Linked DNA regions of Mus musculus: all the other regions are linked to region 1. Evidence: chromatin contacts called from public HiChIP or PLAC-seq and capture Hi-C data. All regions are on one chromosome and are shown on one strand. Each heading gives the region's core, a stretch centred on a gene start, on an enhancer-like site or on the middle of the called end of the contact. The rest is flanking DNA. Distances are from core to core; before and after follow the strand shown. Region 1 overlaps Mboat4 (membrane bound O-acyltransferase domain containing 4). Region 2 overlaps Tnks (tankyrase, TRF1-interacting ankyrin-related ADP-ribose polymerase). Region 3 overlaps Tnks (tankyrase, TRF1-interacting ankyrin-related ADP-ribose polymerase). Region 4 has its middle 51 kb from the start of Dusp4. Region 5 has its middle 38 kb from the start of Gm46069.

Evidence for each region. HiChIP or PLAC-seq counts read pairs in DNA pulled down with a chosen protein or histone mark. Capture Hi-C pulls out chosen DNA fragments and counts their contacts.
Region 2: an H3K27ac HiChIP or PLAC-seq map of embryonic stem cells shows a contact between it and region 1, with 2.8 times the contacts expected there. The contact joins two enhancer-like sites. A contact is called at or near these places in 4 of 39 promoter capture datasets (the C10 cell line, HPC-7-derived erythroid cells, hippocampal neurons and 1 more) and 2 of 115 datasets of contacts at active chromatin or transcription factors (bone marrow-derived macrophages and embryonic stem cells).
Region 3: a contact with region 1 is called in an H3K4me3 HiChIP or PLAC-seq map of bone marrow-derived macrophages, with 4 times the contacts expected there. The contact joins two enhancer-like sites. A contact is called at or near these places in 6 of 39 promoter capture datasets (the 3T3-L1 cell line, the C10 cell line, HPC-7-derived erythroid cells and 3 more), 1 of 115 datasets of contacts at active chromatin or transcription factors (bone marrow-derived macrophages) and 1 of 9 other capture datasets (liver).
Region 4: a Foxp3 HiChIP or PLAC-seq map of regulatory T cells shows a contact between it and region 1, with 13 times the contacts expected there. The contact joins two enhancer-like sites. A contact is called at or near these places in 4 of 115 datasets of contacts at active chromatin or transcription factors (CD8 T cells, embryonic stem cells and regulatory T cells).
Region 5: a contact with region 1 is called in a capture Hi-C map of embryonic stem cells, with 3 times the contacts expected there. The contact joins two enhancer-like sites. A contact is called at or near these places in 1 of 39 promoter capture datasets (the 3T3-L1 cell line), 3 of 115 datasets of contacts at active chromatin or transcription factors (embryonic stem cells, large pre-B cells and regulatory T cells) and 1 of 9 other capture datasets (embryonic stem cells).

The regions. Positions count from the first base shown.
Region 1 is chr8:34,123,148-34,125,659 of GRCm38.p6, forward strand. It overlaps Mboat4 (membrane bound O-acyltransferase domain containing 4), which reads left to right. Exons shown (of 3, transcript NM_001126314.2): 3 at 608-2,038. The coding sequence ends at 1,571. Among named protein-coding and RNA genes, the nearest start is that of Gm39158, 3.6 kb to the left of the region's middle. Within about 2 kb of position 1,259, at least 108 of the 459 cell types and tissues checked have an H3K27ac peak or open chromatin away from gene starts, as enhancers often do. A contact at or near this core is called in CD8 T cells, bone marrow-derived macrophages, embryonic stem cells and 1 more, where this site is marked.
Region 2 is chr8:34,921,072-34,923,583 of GRCm38.p6, forward strand. All of the region lies in intron 2 of Tnks (tankyrase, TRF1-interacting ankyrin-related ADP-ribose polymerase), which reads right to left. Among named protein-coding and RNA genes, the nearest start is that of Tnks, 43 kb to the right of the region's middle. Within about 2 kb of position 1,255, at least 34 of the 459 cell types and tissues checked have an H3K27ac peak or open chromatin away from gene starts, as enhancers often do. A contact at or near this core is called in embryonic stem cells, where this site is marked.
Region 3 is chr8:34,902,970-34,905,481 of GRCm38.p6, forward strand. The region is part of intron 3 of Tnks (tankyrase, TRF1-interacting ankyrin-related ADP-ribose polymerase); the gene reads right to left. Among named protein-coding and RNA genes, the nearest start is that of Tnks, 61 kb to the right of the region's middle. Within about 2 kb of position 1,257, at least 79 of the 459 cell types and tissues checked have an H3K27ac peak or open chromatin away from gene starts, as enhancers often do. A contact at or near this core is called in bone marrow-derived macrophages, where this site is marked.
Region 4 is chr8:34,755,833-34,758,344 of GRCm38.p6, forward strand. No RefSeq gene overlaps it. Among named protein-coding and RNA genes, the nearest start is that of Dusp4, 51 kb to the right of the region's middle. Within about 2 kb of position 1,254, at least 27 of the 459 cell types and tissues checked have an H3K27ac peak or open chromatin away from gene starts, as enhancers often do. A contact at or near this core is called in CD8 T cells and regulatory T cells, where this site is marked.
Region 5 is chr8:34,726,642-34,729,153 of GRCm38.p6, forward strand. No RefSeq gene overlaps it. Among named protein-coding and RNA genes, the nearest start is that of Gm46069, 38 kb to the left of the region's middle. Within about 2 kb of position 1,255, at least 7 of the 459 cell types and tissues checked have an H3K27ac peak or open chromatin away from gene starts, as enhancers often do. A contact at or near this core is called in embryonic stem cells, where this site is marked.

The sequences.
Region 1 (2,512 bases), core at 9-2,508:
CCTATGGAGTTCAGAGAGCAACTTTTGGGAGTTAGGTGGTTTTTTTCATTTTCATTTTCTTTTCTTTTCTTTCTTTCTTTTTTTTTTTAACCACGTGGGACCTGGGAATTGAACTGTGGTTGTCAGTCTCAAGTGCCCACTGAGCTATCTCTCCAGCCGTTTATAAGCTATTCTAAAATATTATAACCAGGAGGTGGAGAGATAGCTCAATGGCTAAGAGCACTGACTGCTCTTCCAGAGGTCCTGAGTTCAATTCCCAGCAACCACATGACAGCATAAATATGAGTCAGATGGGTTGGGGTAAGGTTTTCTCTGTGTAGTTCTGACTGTGTAGTTCTTGCTCTGAAAACCATGCTAGCCTCGAACTCAGAGATCCAACTGCCTTTGCCTCCGCATGCTGAGATGCTGGGATTAAAGGAGTGTGATACCCGGCCTGGGATAATTAGTGGTTTTGCCCTGGAATAATGCACGGTTCTGAAAGATTCTAAGAGTGTTTGTGGAGCGTGATTTGCTATGAGATCTGTGGGCAGGTTGGAGGCGAGAGAACAAGTGTGAGACAATAAATATGGCGTGGCTTCACATACATGTTTATTTAAATGTCTTTCAGGTTCTACATCACTCTTTCTTCCCTCATGCTCTTGACGCAGAGAGTCACATCCCTCTCACTGGACATTTGTGAAGGGAAGGTGGAGGCCCCGAGGCGGGGCATCAGGAGCAAGAGTTCTTTCTCTGAGCACCTGTGGGATGCTCTACCTCATTTCAGCTACTTGCTCTTTTTCCCTGCTCTCCTGGGAGGCTCCCTGTGTTCCTTCCGGAGGTTTCAGGCTTGCGTTCAAAGATCAAGCTCTTTGTATCCGAGTATCTCTTTTCGGGCTCTGACCTGGAGGGGTCTGCAGATTCTCGGGCTGGAGTGCCTCAAGGTGGCGCTGAGGAGCGCGGTGAGTGCTGGAGCTGGACTGGATGACTGCCAGCGGCTGGAGTGCATCTACCTCATGTGGTCCACAGCCTGGCTCTTTAAACTCACCTATTACTCCCATTGGATCCTGGACGACTCTCTCCTCCACGCGGCGGGCTTTGGCGCTGAGGCTGGCCAGGGGCCTGGAGAGGAGGGATACGTCCCCGACGTGGACATTTGGACCCTGGAAACTACCCACAGGATCTCCCTGTTCGCCAGGCAGTGGAACCGAAGCACAGCTCTGTGGCTCAGGAGGCTCGTCTTCCGGAAGAGCCGGCGCTGGCCCCTGCTGCAGACATTTGCCTTCTCTGCCTGGTGGCACGGGCTCCACCCAGGTCAGGTGTTCGGCTTCCTGTGCTGGTCTGTAATGGTGAAAGCCGATTATCTGATTCACACTTTTGCCAACGTATGTATCAGATCCTGGCCCCTGCGGCTGCTTTATAGAGCCCTCACTTGGGCTCATACCCAACTCATCATTGCCTACATCATGCTGGCGGTGGAGGGCCGGAGCCTTTCCTCTCTCTGCCAACTGTGCTGTTCTTACAACAGTCTCTTCCCTGTGATGTACGGTCTTTTGCTTTTTCTGTTAGCGGAGAGAAAAGACAAACGTAACTGAAATCTTTCCCTGCCCTTCATCTCACCTAGCCATTAAATACTGCTTAGGAAATGCCAGAAGATGCCTTGATGAATAATGTATTTAAAACTATTCATAGTGAAAGTTTTTAAGTATTGGATGGATAAACCTGATGGCTGGCCACAGAGATGTGTTTCTCTTCTGTGGTGGTTTGAATAGTAATGGCTCCCATATGTTTATATATTTAAATGCTTAGAGGGTGACACTACTTGAAAGGACTAGGAGGTGTGGCTTCATCGGAGGAAGTGTGTCACTAGGCTTTGAAGTTTCAAAAGCCCAGTCCTAGTTTAGCGTCTTTCCCTGTAGCTTGCCGATCTGGATATAGAACTCTTAGCTCCTCCAGCACCATGTCTGCCTGCATGCCGCCATGCTTCCTGCCATGATGATAATGGACTAAACCCCTGGAATTATAAGTCAGCCCCAATTAAATGATTTCCTTTATAAAAGTTTCTGTGGCCGTGGTGTCTCATTACAGCAGGGGAACAGTAATTAAGACTTGTGCATTAACAAGCTATTCTATTGTTACTGAGGTACAAATTGGAGAAGCACAGGGACTTCTCTAGATGTGGAAGTGAGGTTGAAATGAGCCTGGATATAAAAACATCAGGTGTGAGTAGAGGGCGTGATTCAGTGAGTGTCTGCCCAGCAGATGGGAGGGCTGGGGTTTGAGCCTCACTACCAGATTTAAAAAACAAAACCAAAACATCAAACTACTGTGAACCGCATGAAGATGTTATATGCACAGAAATTAAATGCTTAGTACCCATTGGGCCCAGTTGATTCTGGGATGTGAAGTATTGCAATCTGGTATGAATGACTTCTTATTGCCATAATGAAATGTTAGAGACAGGCAGACTTATGAAGGAAAGGATGTTTATTTAGGTCTCAGAGTTAGAAGTGCAAAGTCTGATGGTTTGGCTTCT
Region 2 (2,512 bases), core at 5-2,504, 800 kb after region 1:
GCTGCTGCACGTCCAGGAGAGGAAAGCCTAGAGCTGCTTACAGTCACTTCTGCTACAGCAGAGTAGTTCTTACAGCTAGATGCTACTGCTCATCTGGGACACCACGCACAGATTTGACTGCAGTGCCAATTACTTAGATACAGTCTCCTCTAGGCATACATATGTACAGGAAAGTACTGAGAAAGGACGCAACAATACCGAAGGTTTCAGGCATCCACTAGGAGTCTAAGCACAAGTCCGGTGTATCCTGGTGGGGAGGGGCTGCTGTGTATCACTTACTTCCTGAATGTAGCAATGTTATTTTGAGTCTAAAGTGACTCAAAAGTTAAAGAATAAAATAGCAACACAACATCAAGTTACTGTTACTTTATCTTCCTGAAGGCTATTATTGGCAGTCAACTTGAATACATCTGGAATTCACTTCAAAAGCAAGAGGCTGGGCTCGCCTGGGAGGGACTCTTGGTTAACTGGATCCTTTGAGGTAGGCTCAGAACACCCACCTGGGCCAACCTTCTTGTAGCAGCCCACTGGAAGGACATGGAAAGGAAGGGTTTGCTCAAGGAGAGCAAGTACAAGTCTCACTGGCAAGTTCATGCATCTTCTGTTGAGACACTCAGCCTCACGAACTGGATGACTCTTGGGACCTTCTATAGAGAGACAGCCACTGTTGGACTAGTCGGACCAAAGTCTGTCAGGCACTCTACTAAATCCCCTGTATATATGTAAATTCCTCCTCAGAACCCTGACTATGCAATCAAAATGATCAGCTTTTGCAGAAACTTTGTTTTTAATTCCAGAAGGAAATTTCACATTGGTTCATCCTGGAAATTTCCAATTAGTTTATAAGGCATCTCAATCATAAAGCAGACTCAAGAATCAAAGAAAGGTGGCTTAATTGCTGAGTGATCATGTGCAAAGAAATAGCGACCATGAAAAGCGCTGCCTGTTATTCATACTTGGGACTGAACACCAGATCCTGCTTTAAATGGAGGTGAAAACATTTTTACTTAGCAGGATATGACAGTTACATAATGAAAACTTTGATTCAGCAATTTTTAATAAGTGGTAGAGGCAAAGTATTGAAAGCCTGACTGTTCCCCTCAAAAGGAACTTAAATCCTCAATCCTTCGAACAGGACTGTACTTATAATGGTCTACTCTGAAAGAGAAATGGTTGTTTACTCCCAGTTGTATTCTGGTTTAGGCGGTCTCAAAAGTAACTGTCCTGCCTGAAATGTGTGGCTTTCAGACATTTTGTGGTCACTCCTAGCTCTCTCTGTGACCTGAACAAAGGCACATCACGGAGAACAATGTTGTAACAGGAAAGAAGCAACTGCTGCTAGCAAAATCCGGATTAGAAAATACTTAACCATCACAAGTTTATTAGAAGTAAAACAAAAAATTAACTCCATGAAGTTTAGATGTAAAGATATCTGCATTAAAGTGACAGGGGTCTAAACCTGTTTTTCCCACTGCAGAAAGGAGTAAATGAAGGGAGAAAACAGTTCAGAGGCCGAGCTTCACGGCTGACAATACCGTTGCCTACTGGCTACTCAGAATATCAAAGCAGAGTTTAAACCGCAGACCCTTCAGGACAGGTTCCTCCAAATCTAAAGGTCAGCCCTCCACACCCAACTGCTGCTACACTGCTGGGCGTCATCTGCGCTCCGTCCCAGCCACTCGCACATGAGCTTCACCGCAGCACTTCTCACAGCAGCTGAGCTATGGACAGCCTCAACGGCCTTCGACTAGCAGACATGTTTTGTACACACAGTTGAGACAGCAGAGCAGGCCGTGACTATAAAAGTCATGTGGGCATGTCATGGTACTCTTGACACTACATTCTAGTAAGGCAAGAATGATATGTACAACAAGTAAAGGTGACAGTGGCAAACGTCAGAAAGGCCACATGGTACTTCAGGGGTGTCAACTGGGATGCCTCAAAATGTACTTTTCAAGTTTGGAACCATCAAAGGTAATTTAACTATTGGCATAAAATGTAACTGGGAATTCATGCTGTATGGTCAATGCAAACACCACAAGCCTCTCAGAATATGCAAACACGATACAAAGAACGGTATGGGGGGGGGGGGACACGACATATGAATATCCCAGAATGTAAATTAATGAGTACCATGGCCATTCAAACCTCCTTACTTTATTTCACTTATTTATTGAGACATGGCCTCAATATATAGCCTAGTTGGCCTCCAATACATGATCCTCTTGCCTCAACCTCAAGAGTCATAAATAACTTCTACTGTCTTTAACCAACTGAGATATGAGCCAACCTTAAACCACTACATCTAGACTCTTCCCAGTCTACTGATTTTTCTACTGATAGACATTCTTCCTATCTCCTTTCCAAGTAGGCAGGCTACAAAAACTACAGCAGCTGACAGAAAGGATAGTTATAACACAGAAAGGGCCAAATTCTCAATTGTATTCCATATGAGCTATGATTTGTGAATTCCCTACTCAATTTCTACTTATTTAGCCAGATCAGTTCAGAG
Region 3 (2,512 bases), core at 7-2,506, 780 kb after region 1:
AAAATTTGAATTAGATATATATAGGAAATCTAATGTGACAAAGATAGAAAACTATTTGAAATAAATTTACATTTTAAACAGCCATACATTTTAGAGAATGCACTAAGCCAGAGACTGAAAATGATTCTCACCCAATCTCTCATTCTGTTAGCAATAGATATTATCCATTCATTTGAGTAAATGTAACCCAATTGATAGACGCAGTCATTTGTATAATGGCTTCTGCATAGAGTTATCTAAGAATGGTGACAAAGACTGCCTACCTAAGAGCTCTGTAATTGGTATAAAACCCCAGGCAGGCTATTTTGGGATCCTTGGCAGCCTCATGTTTTATCATCTTGATGACTTTAATAGATTTAAGTAAAAATTTTGTTTGAAAGAGTGAAAATTTTAAACTCAGGATTCAATTATTTCCTTGGCATCCTCAGTGTGTTTCTCTGCTTTGTATAAGTCTATAGTTTCTACTGATGGAGACTAAAGTGAGAAGCCATCAGGTCTGGAGACAGGTCTATCCGAGGGCAGATGATGGAACTAACAGAACTCAGTTCCTTTGGGACGGGCACACAACCTACCGTCCCAACCAGAAGGGAAGAGAGGGATAGTGCGTGTGCTACAATCATTACAATTGAGTTACAAAACCAAGTTTATCTGTTTCTCTCTTTTAAGAAACTAGCAGAAAAAGAAAGAAAGAAAAGCATTCTGGGGGGTAGGGGGCGGGGTATCTTAAAGCCACACCTATTGTGTTGGGCACACACCAGGCACTACAGTTCTTGTGAATATATTCCAAGAATGTAGCTTTCTTTTGAGGTAAGTAGAAGTCCACACGCCATGTAAAATAAACTGTCCAGAACTCACATGTCTTTTGCTATAATCTGGTACTAAGGGAGGAGGCTGATGAATAGAGCAGACTTGCTTTTGTTAGTACATGAAAACACGCCTTAAGAGGACAGCACCGACAGGTCTCTCCATCCTTGTACCTGCACCAATCTAATACTCACTCCAGTGCTAGCATGCTGAATTGAAGAAAAACTGGTGTTTTGTACCTATCTACCAAACCCCACAAACAAAATCAACAAAATATTCAACACTAAAGGAAGAATGTGCATCCTGAGAAACACCTCTTAGTGTCCCACCAGCAAATAGCACTGAGGCTGTATCAGAAGTTGAACAAACCAGGCTGACTACTGCAGTGAGAGTGCGCGCGCGCGGTGCCTGTGAGTAAGCAGTCCCATATCCAAGTAGAGGGTGTGAGAGACAGCAGCTTGAGCACTTGGGCACTGGCTGAGGATCTGAGGAAAGAGTCTAAAGAGGAAGAGGTCTGTTCTAAGTTGGCTGCAATTACAAAACAGGGACACGCCCATGAGTAGGTCAAAGGCAGCTGTCATACACAAACTGGCCGAGGAAGGGAGAGGGATGTTAGAGTGAACTAAACACACTCTGCTTGCCTCTGTGTCAGCAATGTTGTTATCTTGTTTTCTTGTTTTAGTCTTTGATAATTTTTCCCCCAAATGCCTCAACTTGAAGCTGATGCTACATGAAATTGTTTAGGTCTGAAAGGAGAAGAATAATGCTTGCCTATGTCAAGAGCACCTTGGCATACTTATAGTACATTTGAATCCATTAGTGTGCAAGGGCACCCCACCACCACCACATACCAGCTTAATAAACATCTAATAATAAAAATGAAATTTAAAAGATGCTACTTATTTCTCAAAGCTTATTTCTGCCAATTGGTTGGACATAATTTCTTAAAATTTGGCATGATAGCTTGCCTCCGCTATTACGATAGCCAGTTTAGCTGTCAATCACTGCTAATTCCAGCAAGAGTACCGTGACATACCTGTGGCCCATTTGCATCCATTTGTGTGCGTGGGCATCCCCCCAAACATAATAATAAAAATAAAATTTAAAAGATGCTATATACAAGAGCATAGAATGTTCTCTTCCCTATATGCTGGATGCTGATTTTCGCTATGTGGGTATAGCCATTTTTTTTGGTAAGGCATTTTGTAAATCCCTTAAAATTTTCTTATATTTTTCATTATATACAATGTCATTGTCCTTATAAATCTTAATATACTTTTTATTTTTGAATATACTTAAATTCTTCTACTTCATATTTTTGAACCAATTTGCTCAAAAATATCTTTACTTTCACTTTTGTTTAAACCATAGATTAGCTTTAACAGTTTTGGTTTTTTTTTCTAAAAAAGTATCACATAAAGATCTCAAGAAAAAAATTGAGACTAATGGCCCTTGCCTCTTTCAGGAGGCTTCTTGGTTCCAAATCTTGTTAATTCAAATTACAGCATTATTGTGTCAGCATGGTATTTGACTCCCTGACACAGTACCTGAGGGTGGCGGTGGCACCGGTGCCATGGTTAAACAACTACAAGAGAATAGAAAGGGACCCAGGACTTCCTATGAGACTAGGAATGAGCTGTTAATGCCTTCGAGGATCTGACAATTTTCTATAAAGCCTTATGACCAGCAAGCAGGACCACACAAATCT
Region 4 (2,512 bases), core at 4-2,503, 630 kb after region 1:
TAGCTGTGGACTTCATCTTTAAGAAGTTAGCAGCAATGGAAAAACAAAAGTCTGAGTGAAGGAATACAGCTTGGTGGTAATACATTGTCTAGCACTCATGAGGCCCTGGCTGCAGACCCCAGTACTGGTGGGGGGGGGGAGAAAAAGAAAGAGGAGGGAGGGGGAGAGAGAAGCCAAGCATCCACCCCTTGAGAAGCTAATCAAAGCTGGTGAGCTGTTGGCAAGCCTACCTGAAGGCATAGGTCTCAGGGATATAAGGTCAATGCCTTTGTTTTGGGGGTATGTTGGATTGGGAATGCTTATGGAGGACTGAATTAAAACCAGCAGTTAATGCTGAGATAACATTTTGGGTTTGAAAATAAATGTGTGAGAGAGTTATATTAAAATGAATGGTCATTGGATCTTGAAAATAAATGAAGCTACCTAGGCTGGATTCTAGATAATTGAGACGGAAGTGGCTAAGGATGATGTGACAATTGTCAAAACTACTTAGAACCTTGGGCCTTTTCTTTAGTGCTGTTGTAAAAGAAACTGAGAAAAACAAAGAGGAACGTCAGGTGCACATCCTTGGGTTTCATTTTGGTCACTGGTGACTCAAACATGCCAACCTTACCGTAGCTGTGTGACATAAAAAACTGAGATTACTTGACTTTAGAATCAGACTGACCAAATTTGAATCCCAACACTGGAATCTCCTAAACGACTGTAACTTGGGCTTTAATATCTCCATGCAATATAACATATTGATGTCCTCAAGAAGAGGCCACTGTTAAACTAGATAGGGCATGATGATCATGATTCTAAGAAGAAGGCAGTTAGGGGCTCAGTGAAGACCCATATCCTTTGCCGAAGTGGAGAGAGACTGCTAGGAGCAGATGCCCAACCAGTGTCTCCAGCTCCCTTGTGCTTTGATGGCCAGGTACTGGAACCGTGGTGAGGAGAGTCTGTGCCAAAGGCTCTCGGATCTCCTTTAAGTTGGCTGCACAGAAGCCTGGCATGCAGCCCTCTTCCATGACTTCTCTCACCCTCTCCTTCCAGCTAGGCAGAGTGGAGGTGACCTTGAAGGTCATCCCAGAAATCAGGAACTGGATGACAGAAGTAACAGAACCAGGATCCAAGAACCATCCACAGAAGGGGCTCAGACTGCTAAGCAACTCTGAAAGATTCATCTTCTTCCTAAGACTTCCTCCAGAAGGCAAAGAAGTTGATAGGGCTAAGGTTAGACAGGATAGACTGTCTACACCACAGGACATACTGACTCACCGCTGTAAGACACCACTGGAGACAGGAAGCTGGAGTCTACATAAATGAGGCTAGCAAGGAATTGCCAATGGGGTATGTCAAGTTGTGTCATTTTTCAGTTTTTAAATGACTTCCACTGTGACAGCATAAGCTTTGTTCAAAATCTTAACAAGTCTGACACATACATACAAGCGCTCTCTCTCTCTCTCTCTCTCTCTCTCTCTCTCTCTCTCTCTCTCTCTCTCTCTCTTTGTGTGTGTGTGTCACACAGACACACACACACACACACACACACATACACACACAAACAAAGTTGAAAGATCCACAGACCAGCCACAGTGGGAGCATCAAAGAGGAATGAGATTTTGTTCAAATTTTTTAAACTAATGATACATGTCTCAACTGCAAAAGCAAGATGTGGTGCTTTGAATGAGAATGGCCTCCAAAGGTCACATGTTTGAAGAGGCACTGCCCAGTAGATGGAATTGCTTGAGATGGATTAGGTGATGTGAAGAAGACAGGATACCGGTTTTCCCACCCTGAAGTCTGGAAGTGGATTTTGTTAAGGACCTGGTGACCTTTTTGGTATCTGTGGAGGCAGACCTCACCCGCCTTTTGCTCTAGAGGCAGATCTCACCTAAGTCACCAAGAATGTCTACCCCAGACTCTCTGTCCCTCCTTAGCTCCCAGTTAAACCCATACTTTGTAGACATGCCATAATATTTTGTAGCCTGCTGATCTTTATGCTATTGAGTCAAGAGATCATGCTAGCTTCTAAGCCTACTAGCTATAAATCTCACTTTCATGGTCACATGTACTTTGTAAAGGAGTCTCTGTGTAGCCACACATTCAGCTTTATTGTGCACCGGGAATGGGAACTTTCCCCCAAATTGTACTGCCGTTTAAATATGCTGACAATGAGCAGCCTGGCATTAGACTCCCCGAAGTCTAATCAATCTCAACTGGGTTTTCATTCTCATCTCTTCAAAGATCACTGCCTGCATGGATACCTGCAGGATCCCCCTCAGAGCAGATGTATCAGTGGTGGTGGGCTTTGAGGTTTCAAATGACTTGAACTATTATTCCCAGTGTGCTCTGTGTGTGTCTCCTGCTTGTGGATCCAGATGTGAGCTTCCAGCTTCTCCCAGTACCATGCCTTTGCTCTGCCATCATGGCTTCTTACCTTGTGAAACCATGAGCCCAGTTAAACATTTTCTTTTATAAGATGCCTCGGTTGTGGGGCTGGAGAGATGGAGTTAAGAGCACGGAC
Region 5 (2,512 bases), core at 5-2,504, 600 kb after region 1:
GTTCATGGTTGAGAACTCACTGCTTGAATGTAAACGTATTTATCTGCTCAACCCACACGGCTGTGAGCCCACAGAGGCCAGGCACCTGAAACCCGACACAGGGAGGCTCCCCTGCCCCTTCCCCATGAGGAGAAACACTATGGAAGCGAAACACAGCAAAAACAGTCCTGAAGAGACTGGCTTCTGGATCTACAACGTCCAGAGTCTTTCTCCCTTCATAATGGTTCCGTATGATGATGCTCAGAACGTTCTTGGTTGGTTGGTTGGTCGGTTGGTTGGTTTTTGAGTCTCCTGTTGCCAGATGGCCCAAATCTTTCTTACAGCCTAAGATAATCTTGACCTTCTGATCTCCCTACTTCCGCCTTCCAGGCACAGGGATTGCATGTATTCACCACCATACCTGACTGACCCTTCAGGATATCTAGCTCCTTTGACAATTTTCATTTTTCAAACTATGCTTACCTTTTGGCCAAAACTTTGTGTATCGGTATGTGTATCGAGTTCATTGAACTTCAAGAATTCCATCACAGGTATTAGAAAAATAATTTTTAAACATTTTATTATTTACAGATCACTGACCCCAAATTACATATAGTAATGAAATCTATACGATCAAGGGCTTTCTATAAATGATGTAATTATTGATAGTCAATCACATGTTCTAACAAATCGGAACAGCAGCTGTACTTGTGTGTGTGTGTATTGCATTTCCTGAAACTATTTTAATCAAAAAAAAAAATCAAGACTTAGAAAGGAAATTATGTTTAAGGAAAGAACGAATATCTGTTATCCAACCTAGAGTCTGCTATATTTGGACTTTGGGGGAAGGTGCTGATTTTCCTAGCAAAATTGGAAACCACTTCTTAAATGAATTTTTAGACAAGAGGAAGGATTTTCTGATTATGCTTTGGCGAGCAGTGGTCTTGGGAAGATTAAGCCTCCCATGTGTTTTATTGATCTAGCCTAAGCAATATGCTGAGCGGAATCAGTGCATCTATTACGGTCTTTTTAAAAGAGCCTAACAATGGATTTAACGCACTAAGAAACAATAAAGACTGTACAAACTAGTCAATCAAAAAGTACAAGTGTGCTTTGCCAGATGTCAATTTCGTCTTCATGTCACACAGTAAGATCTTACTGGGATGTGAGCTTGCCGGAAGCCAGTCCGTTCAGGGTGACCCTTCTTTCTGTTGATTCTCCTCCAGGCCGTATTCCCCATCCCCTTCACATTAGCCATTGCTTAGCACCCGGTCTTTGTGTGCATCCAAATGCAAACCATCACCACTGGAAAAACAAAAGGGAAACCCCCACCACATCCGGTCACACTTACAGAGCATTTGCAATTATTCCTTTCTTGCCTCTTCTCCCCACGAGAGTGGGACCATAGTGAGACACATGCCTTGGGAACAAAATTTGAGAATGACAAGATAAATAAATAAATACCCTTATTATCGCAACACATATTAGTGCAATGCTTAAAAATAAAATCTAAGCCAAGCAGTTGAGGCACATCCCTTTAATCCCAGCACTTGGGGAGGCAGAGTTCTGTGAGTTCAAGGTCAGCCTGGTCTACAGATCGAGTTCCAGGACAGCCAGGGCTACATAGTGAGACCCTGTCTTGGGAAAAAAAAAAAAAGCTTTAAAAAAATGTAGTGCCAAAAGTTCATGATGATTAGTTACTTAAAAGTTAAAGGTTTGTTTTTAGATTGGTTTGGTTTTTTAGATTGATTATATGTATGAATGTTTTGCCTGCATGCGTGCAGCTACATCAGGTGTGTGTCTGATGCCCATGGAAGCCAGAAGAGAACATTGGATCTCCTGCGACTGGAGTTATAGATGCTTGTAAGCCGTGTGGGTTCTGGGGACTGAATTCAGGTCCTATCCAAGTGTTCTTGGATAGGCCTTTAACTGCTTAGCTGTCTATCTAGACAAAAACACACATCCACACACTCACACACTCACACACACACACACACACACACACACACACACTCACACACACACATATCCACACTCTCACACACACACACACATCCACACTCTCACACACTCACATACACGTACTCACACATACTATACACACTCAGACACACACAACTTTTAAATAATGAGATCCAACTCTCACAGCCTTCCCTCATGAGCTCCATTTCAACCTCAGCTCTGGCCAGTGGAACTTTGTAGTTTCATTTTGTTTTTTAAAAGAGGACTCTGGATGGCTCATTTATGTTTAGTGTCAGGATTTGAGAGAGTCAGGATGATTGCTTGAGATTACGAGTTCCGAGTCAGGCGGGCAACATCGCGAGCCCTTGTCTCAAACCAAATGCAAGCAACCAATGGGATCTAGTCTTTCTTTACTGTTTGCCACACTTCACCATTAAAGCCAGTTAAAGCTGGTTCTTTCTGTTGTGGAGGGTAATTAGTTACTGATTTAGTTTCGGTAACAGATATAGACCTATTCCATTATATGATCCTCCCCGTGGGAGTTTGATTGAATTACATTTTTCCAAGGAAT